2 separate regions of the Mus musculus genome follow, and region 1 is linked to region 2. Evidence: chromatin contacts called from public capture Hi-C data. All regions are on one chromosome and are shown on one strand. The core of a region is the stretch at or near the end of the contact, and the rest is flanking DNA. Distances in the headings are between cores, read along the strand shown. Region 1 overlaps Sinhcaf (SIN3-HDAC complex associated factor). Region 2 overlaps Tmtc1 (transmembrane and tetratricopeptide repeat containing 1).

Region 1 (6,670 bases), core at 1,505-4,004, 630 kb before region 2:
GAGAAGAGTTGTGTGTTGAGGCTAAGTTGGTGGGTTGGGTTGGCTTCTTAACATCAAGAAACTGAATGGAGCTCCACACCTCTAGATCTCAATGATTCGGTTGGCTTCTCAGTGGAACCCAACTGAAGTTGTCTAATTGCCTCTTCTCAGAGTTCAGGAAAAACAGTAGTGCCACTTGAGACCTCGTAGAGGAGGTATACGTGGCTGCCTTAGTATTCTGTTCCTCATGATTATTTTAGAAACTGGATTTTAAAAAGTCTTTTAGAGTTTCACAACAAGGAGAAGCCACAGTTTGTGGCATCCTATAGTTTTACATTGTGTATTTCTTCCTTTTAGGAAAAACCTACCTAGTACAAGCTACCACGTGCACAGACAGCCCAATGAGTGGGCCATTTCTCCACAACCCTGGTGTAATACAGAGTCCAGCCATTACCATTCTCCTGCGTTACTTTGACATGGGATTTTTTTTTTTTTTTGTACATTTTGGCTGCAGTATTGGTGGTAGAATATACTTTGATGGATCATCTCTACTTCTGTATTTATTTATTTATTACTAGACCTCAACCACAGCCTTCTCCCCCTCCACTCTCTGCCTGTAGGATGTACTGTATGTAGTCATGCACTTTGTATTAATATATTAGAAATCTACAGATCTGTTTTGTACTTTTTATACTGTTGGATACTTATAATCAAAACTTTACTCTAGGGTATTGAATAAATTTAGTCTTATTAGAAAAATAAAAGTTGTCTCATGACTTTGTTTTAGAGGTCTCTGGTAAGAATTTTTTCAGGACCTGGAGAGATAGCTTAGTAGTTAAGAATACTAACTGTACTTGCACAGAGGGTCCAAGATGGATTCCCAGCACCCACATGACAGCTCAAAACCATCTTTGGCTCTTGTTCCCAGGGCTCTGATACCTTTGGTACTCCTTGGGGATCAGATAGGCACAAGAGGGACAGATGAATGGAGACAAAACCACCCATTTACATAAAATGGATATAAAGTTTAAGATTTATTTATTTAATTTATCTATTTATTTAAGATTTATTTATTTTTGTATGTGGGTACACTGTCTTCAGACATACCAGAAGAGGGCACCGGATACTCATTACAGATGGTTGTGAGCCACAATGTGGTTGCTGGGAATTGAACTCGGGACCTCTGAAAGAGCAGTCAGTGCTCTTAACCGCTGAGCCATCTCTCCAGCTCCAAGCTTAATTTTTGATGAGCAGGGGTTTGGGTAGAAAAGTCTTCAGACTCTAGGATAAGTGGATATGGTAGCTACATACAAAGGACTTTGTGTAGTGGTTTTAACATGAATGGAATGTCCATGACAAGGGTTGCTTATCTGTGGGGAGAGTTAGACCGGGACTTTTGTGTGAAACAACTTTACAGAATTATGAGGAACTGAAATGAAATCAAACATGGAAGTTTTAAACAAAATTTTTGAGACAGTTATGTATCCAGGCTGGCCTCAGTAATCACTGTTGGGCAGGTAAGATGGCTTTGGCTATGTGCCTGCCAAGCCTGACAATCTGGAATTTGGTCTCTAGAACCCACAAGGTAGGAGAAAACTAGCTCCCACCATTTTCCTCAGACCTTTTCACATGTGCTGTGGCACAATCAAGATTGCTTTTTCCTTTGTCTTTAGTGTGCCTAGAGTCAGGGTGCTTTTATATACAAAATATGTTTCTCAGACTTCATATTCCAGTTTCTGTGAGCTGGGAAGCTTGTATATAGACTGTTTGCTTCTGTCCTTCCAGTGCCAGGAGTCAGAATGTCAAGGTGAGAACTGAAGCAGAGACCATAGAGGAGAGCTGCCGACTGTTTGTTTGCTTTTCATGGTTCTACAACCTGGGACTAATTCCCCAGTGAGCTGGGCCCTCCCACATCAATCATTAGTCGGGAAAACGTGCCACATATTACAGAGGCTGCCTTAGTTATTCTGTTGGTGTGAGAGACACCATGACCAAGGCACCTCTGATAAAGCATTTAGTTGAGAGCTTGCTCACAGTTTCAGAGGGTTACTTTGTTATCATGGCAGGCATGGTGCTTGCAAGTAGCTGAGGGCTTTACATTCTTACCAGAAGTCAGTGGACAGTAAAGCAACTTAGCCTGGGCTTTTGAAACCTCAAAGCGCACCATCTCCAACATGTCCTAACCCTTTCCAACAGCTGACCAACTGGAAACGAGGATTCAAATACATGAACCTATGAGGCCATTCTTATTTAAACCAACACAGAGGCATTTAGATTCTCTTCCCTGAGAAGTCTAGGTTTGTGAAATTGGCAAACCAACTAGGACAAACTGAACCAACACACTAGCATTTTGATCTATGATGCTACCACTGATTACAGAAGTAGGAAGGTGGATCTGTTCTGAAACACCCATGAGCCAAGTGATCAAACACTGATCAAAAGTCCTGTAAAGTTCAGTCTTAATTACATTTTTGTACCATGTCCAGAGAAACTTACAAAAGAAAGCATTTAATTGGGATCTTGCCTAACAGTTTCAGAAGGAAATGTCAATGACCATTGTGGGAGCTTGACAGCAGGCAGTCAGGCATGAAGCTGAATCAAGCTGAAAGCTTTCAGATTGAGACAATCATGAGAGAGACACAACCCAGAGGTAGAGAAAGCTGGGTGGGCTTTTGATTCCTCAAAGCCTAGTTCCAGTAACATACCTTCAACAAGCCCACACCTAATCCTCCCCATACTTTTACAAGCTGCAGCCCAAACATTGAAACAAATATATGAGCCTTTGAGAGCCATTCTTATCCAAATCACCACTATTCTTAAACAAACCTGCAGCTGAGTGGAAGTGTAAAGAGTTTAACTTGAATAAAGCCTGCTTTTCTGATTCCTGTTTGCTTTCTTTTTCTTCAAAACAGGGTTTCTGTATAGGCCTCAGTCCTGAAACTCATTCTGTACACCAGGCTGGCCTGGGACTCAGAGGCTCACCTTCTTCTTCCTACTGAGTGGTGGGATTAAAGGGGTGTGCCACCTCATCAGGCAATGTTTGCTTGCTTTTTATTTATTTTATGTATATGATACACTGTAGCTGTACAAATGGTTGTGAACCACTATGTGGTTCCTGGGAATTGAACTCAGGACCTCTGCTCACTCCGGGCCCACTTGCTGTGGCCCAAAGTACACTGTAGCTGTCTTCAGACACACCAGAAGAGGGCATCAGATCTCATTACAGATGGTTGTGAGCCACTGTGGTTGCTGGGATTTGAACTCGGGACCTTCGGAAGAGCAGTCAGTACTCTTAACAGCTGAGCCATCTCTCCAGCCTGCTTGCTTGCTTTTTAAATTATTTATTTATTCTTAAATTTGTGTACGTTGGTGTTCCTTCCTCTGGAAAAGGAAAGCAACCAGGGACCTTAACTCTCCAGCCCACATTTGTTTACTCTGTAAACTAGCTTGATGGTCCAGCAGCCAGTGCCTCTTTAATCCAGAAAAGTTTTCTGCTTCCTGCAAAGGCTGGTCATGGAAGATGAGTTTACCTGTTTGTGTGTGGTTCATGTGTACGCCTTTAGTGTTTGAAACAAGATCTCTTACTAAAGCTGTGGCATAACTAGAAACACCAGGGACCCCCTCCTGCCTCCACTACTGAGATTACAGCTGTGCCCCAACATGACTGGATACAAGGGATCTGAACTTTGGTCCTCGCCTTACTAGACAGCAGCACTCTTCCAGCTGATCCAGAAAACCCCAGTTTTGTTTTTAATGCCAGTTTGAAATGTATTATAAAAGATGGGGGCAGGAAGATCACAATTCTAGACCACCTGAGGTATATGAAATCCTGGGTTAAAAACAGCTTCAAAACAGCCAGAACTTAGTGCCAGCTGTCAATGTCATGCTGAAGTTCTCCAGGCACCCGTAGTCCAGTGTCCATATTGATCCAGCATCCTGATGCCTGGCAGTTTTTGTGTGATGTTTAATGAACTGGGACTGGAAAAGGAAGAGACAGCCAAGTTGGATCAAAGGTAGGAGTTTCATGGGCTCATTCATGAAAGAAAGGAGCCAGAGGGTCCTATTGGATAATTTCTCTAGCTAGCAGTGGAGTTTGGTTACTCATTGTTGGTATCATGTTCCCTGCACCATGGGCAAAGGCTACTTATTATTGTGGTATGTTGAGTCTAGGGGATCTTAGACAAATCTTTTCATTCTGTGTAGAAGGTGACTAAAATCAGAGCTGCCCTTTTGTCTCCATGTCTGGAAAGGAGGAAATTACTCTATTTTAGAATGTCTATACTTACATAGCTTACCTGCACTTAACTTCAGGCAGGGGATTTTGCAGCTGCAAGGAAAGACGGGGTTTGTGCCTGTGTTTATGTTTCAGTCTTAAATAATGGCTCAGCAGCCTCAAGTTGTTAAGCAGGTCCCTGGTAGTATTAGAAAAGGAACTGAACAGTTGTGTTGCTGTTTAAGACACAAGTGTATTCTTGGACTTGAGCTATTTAGATAAACTTACTGTTCACTATTCCATCACTCAAGGTCCCTGCTTCCTATGGGAAATGGCAAATCCCCTATAGTTCTATAGCCTCTTTGCCGGTTACTTGGGGCCTCTGAACTTTAACACCAGGTTGCAAACTCAGCTTCAATTAGAGCGAGTTTACCTGTCCTCAGACTCACAATCCTCAGTAGAGGATTGGCTATAACCCCCAAGTTCAGTAACAAAAACATTTCATAGACTGCAAGTGGGCTGAAGTACTGAGAAAACTGTCCCAGGAAACAGGCTCAATCAATTTTCTTCTGGTGCACCACCAGGTGGCGTTGGTGAAAAACATGTTAAGAATTTAGGTATACTTTTCTAAAAGACAGGATCTCAACAGGTTGGTGATTGCACATGCTTTTAATCCCAACATTTGGGAGGCAGTGCCCAGTAGATCTCCGAGTTCCAGGCCACTCTGGTCTTTAGAGCAAGTTCCAGGACAGCCAGTGCTAGGCAGAGAAACCCTATCTAAGAAGGGGGGGGGGGGGGGCGCGGAAGGACCTGTATAATTTCAGATGGGTTTATGTAGACCAGGCTGTCCTGGAACTCACAAAGATCTTCCTGCCTCTGCTCCCTGAGTGCTGGGATTAAAGGCTTGTGCTCCCATGCCCAGTAGGCATTCCCCCACCCACCCTTTAATGACAAAATGTTACTGGCTGGAGAATGACTTAATCTTGAGGACTGAGGTTTGGATCCTAGAACCCACATAATAAGGTCCACACAAACATTTAGCCTTGAGTTGACCATGCTGTCCCTGAAGGAACAGGGGGAAAGTGATAGAGATTACCCAAGGCCTTCTAGGCGTTCACACACACTCACAGATAAATATGTACAGGTAATCATTTAGAGAAAGTAAGAAAACACTTAAATTTCTTTCTTTTTTTTTTTAATTTGGTTTTTTGAGACAGGCTTTCTCTGTGTAGTCCTGTCTGTCCTGGAACTCACTCTGTAGACCAAGCTGGCCTTGAACTCAGAAATCTGCCTGCCTCTGCCTCCCAAGTGCTGGGATTAAAGGTGTGCACCACCACTGCCCGGCAACACTTAAATTTCTTAACACCCTCATTTTAGATAAACTCACTGAGTGGTCACTCTAATATTTTAGGGCAAAGATGAGTTAATCTGTTGCTTCACCCATAGTTTAGTAAGTAGCTACTTCAGCCCAAATGTAAATGTTAAAAATGGTTTCTTTTTAATTTTATTTTAGTGTGTGTGTGTTGCCTATATGCATATGTCTTGGATTCCCTGGAACTAGAATTAAAGTTGTGAGCTGCCATGTAAGTATTGAGAATAGAACCTGAGTCTCTTAAACCACTGAGCAAACTCCCCCCCAACCCCCCACCCCGGGCCCCCAGGATCTCACTTTAGCTTGCTATCTGAGTGTTGAGATTACAGCCTGAGTCACCACACTCAATTTACAATCTGTTCCTGTTTGTTTAGCCAGGATAATCCCAGAATTGAGAAGCAGAAGCAGGATGACCACACTAAACTTAGAGCCTCACCCGTGACCTCTTTCTTTTACATTTATTTTTACAATGTATGTGAATATTTTGTGTATAAGTGTTTTGTCTGTATGCTTATGTGCACTATGTGCATTCCTGGTGCTCTCAGAAGCTGGAAGAGGTTACTGAATCAGGATTGGTAGCTAGCAGCCCTGGGAACTGAACTCAGATCCTCTCTGAGAACAGCCAGTGCTTAACTGCTGAGCCATCTTCCAGTCCACTCATTTTTTCTTGGGACAGTCTCAATATATAGTGCCCACTGCCTTGGCACTTACAGCAGTCCTGTCTTAGCCTCCAGAGTGTTGGGTTTACATATGTATGTTACATGTCTAGCTCTTTTACTTTTTTCTGTAGTTAAATTATCAAGGATAGAAAGAAGCACATTGATGTCGTCCTCTGCATGTTCTTTCCCAGAAGTCTGCCAGACACATGCCCAGAAAAGTGCAATGTGAATAAGCCAGCAACCATTGACAGCAGCTTCATACTTGCCAGCATATATTTAATTTAAATTTATTTACTTATTGTTTGTCTTATTTAAATTTTTAAAATTGTAATTAATTTTAAATTAAAATTTAATTTAAAATTTAAATTATTACTTATTTATTTGTATTTTGTTTTGTTTTGTTGTTTTTTTCAAGATAGAGTTTCTCTGTGTAGCCCTGGCTGTCCT
Region 2 (6,603 bases), core at 3,008-5,507:
TCACTTACTGTTTTATCCCTGTGTTCCAGGATAACTATGGTCTTGTTTATTCACTGATCAGTTTGTGGTGTCTGAAATAGTCATATATTCATAATGTTCATTAAAATATAATGAATGAGGGCTGGCCCTCAGGTGAGCTTGATCCCCAGCCCACGTGAAGAAAATCAGCTCCACAGAGTTGTCCTCTGATCTTCACACAAGAGGCACACTCACACAATGATAATTAAAAATTAATATTCTTCTAAAACCAAGTTATAATGTAGGAAAGAATAAAATCTAGAGGACCTTGTTATGTCCTTACTGTTCTGTTGCTGTGAAGAGACACCATGGACCAAGGTACCTCTCATGAAAGAAAGTATTTAGTCAGGGGCTTGCTTGCTTACAGTTGAGAGGTTTAGTACAGTATCAGCATGGTGGCATGCCAGCAGGGTGCTAGGACAGTGCCCAAGAGCTATGTTCTAATATATAGACTAAGAGAGAAGCCCAGGCATGGGCTTCTGCAACCTCAAAGTTAACCAAGAAACACAACTTCCTCCAACAAGGCCACACCTACTCTAACAAGACCAGACCTTCTAATACTTTAAAATAGTGTCACTCCCTGGTAACAAAGATTTCAAATATATGAGCCTATAGGGGCCATTCTAATTCAAACCACCACATTGACACTCCTACCACAGCACCACCACCCCAACCCCCCATGACTTCCTGACCTACTGTGACCTCTCACCCCCAGTGAACTTGCTCCTTTGCTTTGTTCCAGCATGGGCTACTGCATTCTGTTTGTGCATGGACTGAGTAAGCTCTGTGCTGGGCTGAGCCGGTGCGGGGCCACCTCCCTGATGGCGTCCACTGTGTTGCTTCTGCTGCTGTTCTCCTGGAAGACTGTGAAGCAGAATGAAATCTGGCTGTCGAGAGAGTCCTTATTCAGGTATGATTAAACAGGAGATGTACATCTCTCCCCACTCTTCATTGATAACAGAGAGTCCTTATTCAGGTATGATTAAACAGGAAATGTACATCTCTCCCCACTCTTCATTGATAACAGATTTGTCTCCAAATGAAGTAACGTGGTTATGATAGTGTGTCATAGAAAATGGCTTTTTAATAAGTTGGGAATGAAAGATAATTTTATTTGGGAGTTTAATTTTAGATTTTTAAAAGGTGTCAAATGAAATTTAACATGAGCTCTGAGTGGATTTATAAGATTAGGAAGATTCCAGGTCTGTGAATTTGGGTAGAAATTCCTACTGATAAGCTGGGCTGTAGAATCAGTCACCGAAATGGAATCTACATGCCTCATTTCATCATCCAGCCAGGTACAAGGGGGAGGTGAGCACATAGCAGGAAGGTGAGGCTGTGGCTTTCTCTGGAACATCCCAGAACATTAAATCAGAAGCTACGATCCCATTGCTTATTTTAAACATTGATTATAGGTGAGGAAATAAAAAAAATTATTTTTCTGCTGTTTTTTTCCCCTTTGTGGTGCATTTTATCTGGACACTTGTTGTTGGGCTGATATTAGGAGCTCAGGAATAGAGCATTTGCCAAGCATACTGGCTTAGAGCCCCAGCATTATCCATGCATGAGTGTGTATATTAATGTGTGTATGTGTATTGTATATGTTCTGTGTGTATATACTTATATAAATGTGTGTATTTGTATTTATATACATAAACATATACATAGATGCACATGTGCATAATTGTATATATGCATATGTACATATATACATATAGTACAATACATATATATGGGTAATTTACATATACTTATATATGTTAACCTATAGCTTTCAGCCTATCCCAAAGTATGGCTATTAGTTGTGGAGGAGTGAATGAATGGATGGATAGATGAGGCAAACGTTCACTTCACTAGGCGTAATTACCTTTTGGAAAGAATGTGTCTGAGGCAGCACTTGTGAGGCAGGCAGATACCTTTGAGTTTGAAGTCAAACAGTTTCAGGATATCCAAGGATACATAGTAAGACACCGTGTCTCAAAAAAAAAAAAAAAAAAAAAAAAAAAGGAAAAAGAAAAAAAGAAAGAAAGAGGAAAGGAAAGGAAAAGAAAAGAAAGGAAAAAGAAAAAGAAAAAATATGTCTGGTCTTACCACCTAACAATATAAGCATTTTTAACATTGTTAACTTCGTATGACTGTCTGGGTGCATCATCAGCATGGTGCTATTTCCACCTGGCTCCTGTAGATGGACTGCTGCAGAATAAGGCTGTTTTTCATCATGCATGTTGACACTGCATGGACATGAGGCATTTGACCACATTCATTCACTAGTCAGTCTTTGCCTCTTCCCAGTGACCACCTTCTTCCAAACTGATACCCTTCTACTTCCATTTTTTTATTATTACTTTTACTTTTTGACAGTCCAGCTGCTGTTCCCCTTCAGGTCCCCCCCCCACCTCACACAGTTCCTCATCCCATTCCTCCTCAGTCTCCAAGAGGATATCCCACCTCCCCACACACCCCCTTCCCTACCAGACCTCCCCATTCCCTGGAGCCTCAAGTCTCTCAAGGGTTAGGCAGGTCTTCTCCCACTGAAGCCAGACCAGGCAGTTCTCTGCTGTATATGTGTGTGTGTGTGTGTGTGTGTGTGTGTGTGTGTGTGTGTGTGTGTGTGTGTGTGGTGGGGGTGGGGGTTGGGGGTGGTGGTGGTGCTCAGACCAGCTTGTGTATGCTGCCTGGTTGGTGGCTTAGTGTCTGAGGAATCTCGGGGGTCTAGGTTTGTAGAGAATGCCAATCTTCCTATGGGGTAGATGAATGCTTCAGTCCCACTTGGGAGGGAGAAGAAAATAATCACAGGAAGCAGAACGAGGGAGGAACATGGGTGGGAGAGGGGAGGGGAAAAGGGGGACATGATCAGGTATTGTGGCAAGAGACAGAAGTCCTGAGGGCCAGCAGAATGAATGGAAATATGCAGCTGGGGTGCGTCTCACCTCCCAGGTCTCTGGTACCTTCTAGACCCTCCCCAACCCCGGTTGCATATTTCCATTCATTCTGTTGGTAAACCAAAGAGGTCCCAGACTTCAGTCCAATGGTTGGGTGTAAGTATCTGCATCTGTCTCAGTCAGTTACTTGTTGGGCCTCTCAAATGACAGCCAAGCCAGGCTCCTGTCTGTAAGCACACCATAGATCAGTGATAGTGTCAGGCCTTGTAGCCTCTCCCCCCTTGAGCTGGATCCCAAGTTGGGCCTTCACTGGACCACCTTTCCCTTAGTCTCTTCTTCATTTTTGTCCCTGTAGTCCTTTGAGACAGAAACAATTCTGGATCAGAATTTTTGACTGTGGGATGGCAACCCCACCCATCCACTTGATGCCCTGTCTCTCTACTGGAGGTGGGCTCTATGAGTTCCCTTTCCTCACTGTTGGGCATTTCATCTAAGGTCCTTCCTTTGAGTTCTGAGAGTCTCTCACCTCCCAGGTCTCTGGTGCTTTCTAGACCCTCCCCCACCCCAGCTAACCCTTGAGAGACTTGAGGCTCCAGGGAATGGGGAGGTCTGGTAGGGAAGGGGATGTGTGTCTTTTTCTTTTTCTTTTTCTTTTTCTTTTCCTTTTCCTTTTCCTTTTTCTTTTTCTTTTTCCTTTCCTTTCCCTTTCCCTTTCCCTTTTTCCCTTTTTCCCTTTTTCCCTTTTTCCCTTTTTCCCTTTCCCCTTCCCTCCCCTTTCTCTCTCTCTCTTTCTTTCTTTCTTTCTTTCTTTCTTTCTTTCTTTCTTTCTTTCTTTCTTTCTTTCTTTCTTTCTTCTTTTTTCTTTTTTCTTTTTTCTTTTTTCTTTTTTTTTTCTTACTATGTATCCTTGGATATCCTGAAACTGTCTGACCTCAAACTCTACATCCTGTCTCTCTATAACTCTCCTGGAAAAACTGCCTCTTCTTTCTCTCTGTGCTGCTCTCAAGTAGCTTCCCTTTTCCTCTCTCTTCTTGTAAGAGTTTGGCATATCCTATTCTGTCAAATCTTTCTCTGATTTGGCACTTTGTTTGCTACTCAATCAGACCTCACTTTCAAACATGGGGGCTTCCTTCTACAAACTTTATCTTCATTATCTTCAGTGTCTGGGAATGAAGGTGTGTGCTAAGGGCCTGTCTATATTCCAGCCAGCATGTGTGCCTAGTGCTAAGCCACACCACAACTATAAACAGGTTTTTTTTTTCTCAGTAAATAGCACCTGGGGTTCATGGTGTGATCAGATGTCCTGTAACATCAGCCCTGCTGCTTCACTTTGGGGTGACCTAGTGCATGCCAATAGGGCTGTTAGCAGGTGAGGGTTAGTCTGTAGGATCATTAACATTTTACCCTTGGCTACAGCACTAAAGACAAACTCTCTTCCTTTTGTTTGTTTTAATGCAGCTTCTCTTCACAGACCTGATAGATAAAGAACCCCTGGGCTCTTCCCCAGCCCTCCTCATTCAGTGAGGTTCTCAAAGAACACAGGGCTCCTTCCCTCCTGGTACCTCAATCTGGGGTCATTTCAGGAATACAGGGTGTTGAAGTTCAGGCAAAGAACTTCCTCATGGTCTCTTGGTTTAATCTTATCTCTCACACTTTTAATAGGTGATGTTTTATGGAACACTTTCCAACCATTCTGCTATTGTGTCAAACATGCTTCCTGGATAAAGCCACATTCTGCCAATGGCATCTAATGACATTTACTGCTTAACCAAACCTAGGTGCTTATATAGGTGGTGGAGTGGAAGGAGGCATATGCTCCAAAGATAATAAGCTGGGACTCAAGCTGTCTGCAGCTGATGCCAACAGCTAAAGTGATGATGATGAGGAGGAGGATAATAGTAACAACAACAGGAACAAAAACAGAAAGCACACTGACTTGCATCCTGAACCTTCTGCCCCTTTAGGTGGAAGTATGGAGGGAGTGCTTGATTAGCAAAACAACCATTCCACAACTGTGCTGAAAGGAACTTTAGACTGGGAGGCCTTAGAAGACCAGGTGAATTTTTGTGTCAAGTGCAATCAAAGTAACTGATACTTTAAATAAAACTTTGACACTAAGTCCTGGGAAAAATTGGAGGCCAGACAGTCTGGTATGTGGCTTCATTTGTGAGAAATAATGGTGATCTCACTGGACACTTCACTGCTGGCTTCTGAAGTAGGAAGGATGGGTGACTGAAAGTGATGTCTGGAGTTAAACTTTCTGACAGCATGTAAGTTCACCTGTTTAACTGCTTGCTCTTGAGAAAATTATGTAAATTCATTGAAAATCCAGAATAACAGTGTTAATCATCTAAGGTATAGTGTAAGAAGTGAGATATACCTCTAACATTGTCTGCCTTGCAGTAAACGCTGTGTAAAGTTCTCAGAGTATAGCTGTGCTCTATGTTCTGTAATTAGAGAAGAGAAAAATACTGAGTGACAGAGAGGAGGCAGACTAAGAAAGGAGGACTCCCTGAGGGGCTGGAAGTGGCCTAGTGCAAATGTTACTGGGGTCCTTAGCATCAGATACTAACCAGCTTTAGGAGAGCTTAACTAGTTCTTGGCCGTGGTTGAAATTTCTTCATCTGTATTACAGGATAGAGTGATTAACATCTGCCCTAGAATGAAATGATGACTGTGTCCCATGGTAGGTGGGCACTTGGCTCAGGATTTGGTTGATGAAGAGTGGTATGCAAGTATCTCTACCTGTCTGTACAGTATGCAACCTGGGGTCAAAGCAGGATTCAGAACTGAGAAGAAACACAGCTCTCCTCTTTTCTTTTGCTCTGATGCTTCAGCTGCCATTGGTGATGTCTTAATGTTTGGTTTCTATCTAGGTTCTACCAACCTGTTATTCAGCAATGTGAACAAAATAAATCAATGTTTTAAAGCCCAGGAGAGATACCTGATGAAGGTGGCTAGTCTCTTCCCTCCCAATTTCCTTTATTTCTCAAGTCATCTACAAATGAAAGGTGTGAGAGACATGTGAAATGCATGTGTTAAAACACTGAGCAATAAGGGCTGGAGAGCTAGCTCAGCAGTTAAGAGTACTGTCTGCTCTTCCAGAGGACCTGGGTTTGATTCCTGACACCTATATGACAGCTCACAACCATTTATAACTCCAGTTACAGGGACCAGAAGACCTCTTGTAGCCTCTGAGGGCACTGCACAGACATACATGTGGGCAAAACACATATACACACAAAAATAAGTCTTTAATAGCAAAATAGAACAAAATGCTGAGTGTTGGCACACCCCTGTGATCTCAGCACTTAGCAAGTATGCACACCCACACTAGTGTTGGCACACCCCTGTGATCTCAGCACTTAGCAAGTGTGCACACCCACACTAGTGTTGGCACACCCCTGTGACCTCAGCACTTAGCAAGTGTGCACACCCACACTAGTGTTGGCACACCCCTGTGATCTCAGCACTTAGCAAGTATGCACACCCACACTAGTGTTGGCACACCCCTGTGATCTCAGCACTTAGCAAGTGTGCACACACACAAGAGTTTATTTGTGATGAACTTTATGGATTCTCAAGTCTCTTATTTGACATGACAAAAATAAACAAGATTATAGTGCTTTAATAAAGGGTTCCCCAAGTAAGCTCTAGGGTCACCCCACCTAACTGGATTTGGATCTTTTGATTGGAAACTCTG

What was found. Capture Hi-C pulls out chosen DNA fragments and counts their contacts.
Region 1: a capture Hi-C map of embryonic stem cells shows a contact between it and region 2, with 4 times the contacts expected there. The contact joins two enhancer-like sites. A contact is called at or near these places in 1 of 115 datasets of contacts at active chromatin or transcription factors (embryonic stem cells) and 1 of 9 other capture datasets (embryonic stem cells).

Annotation. Positions count from the first base shown.
Region 1 is chr6:148,915,130-148,921,799 of GRCm38.p6, reverse strand. It overlaps Sinhcaf (SIN3-HDAC complex associated factor), which reads left to right. Exons shown (of 6, transcript NM_019643.4): 6 at 1-743. Among named protein-coding and RNA genes, the nearest start is that of Caprin2, 22 kb to the right of the region's middle. Within about 2 kb of position 2,754, at least 6 of the 459 cell types and tissues checked have an H3K27ac peak or open chromatin away from gene starts, as enhancers often do. A contact at or near this core is called in embryonic stem cells, where this site is marked.
Region 2 is chr6:148,288,840-148,295,442 of GRCm38.p6, reverse strand. It overlaps Tmtc1 (transmembrane and tetratricopeptide repeat containing 1), which reads left to right. Exons shown (of 20, transcript NM_198967.5): 10 at 761-928. Among named protein-coding and RNA genes, the nearest start is that of Gm52483, 46 kb to the right of the region's middle. Within about 2 kb of position 4,257, at least 5 of the 459 cell types and tissues checked have an H3K27ac peak or open chromatin away from gene starts, as enhancers often do. A contact at or near this core is called in embryonic stem cells, where this site is marked.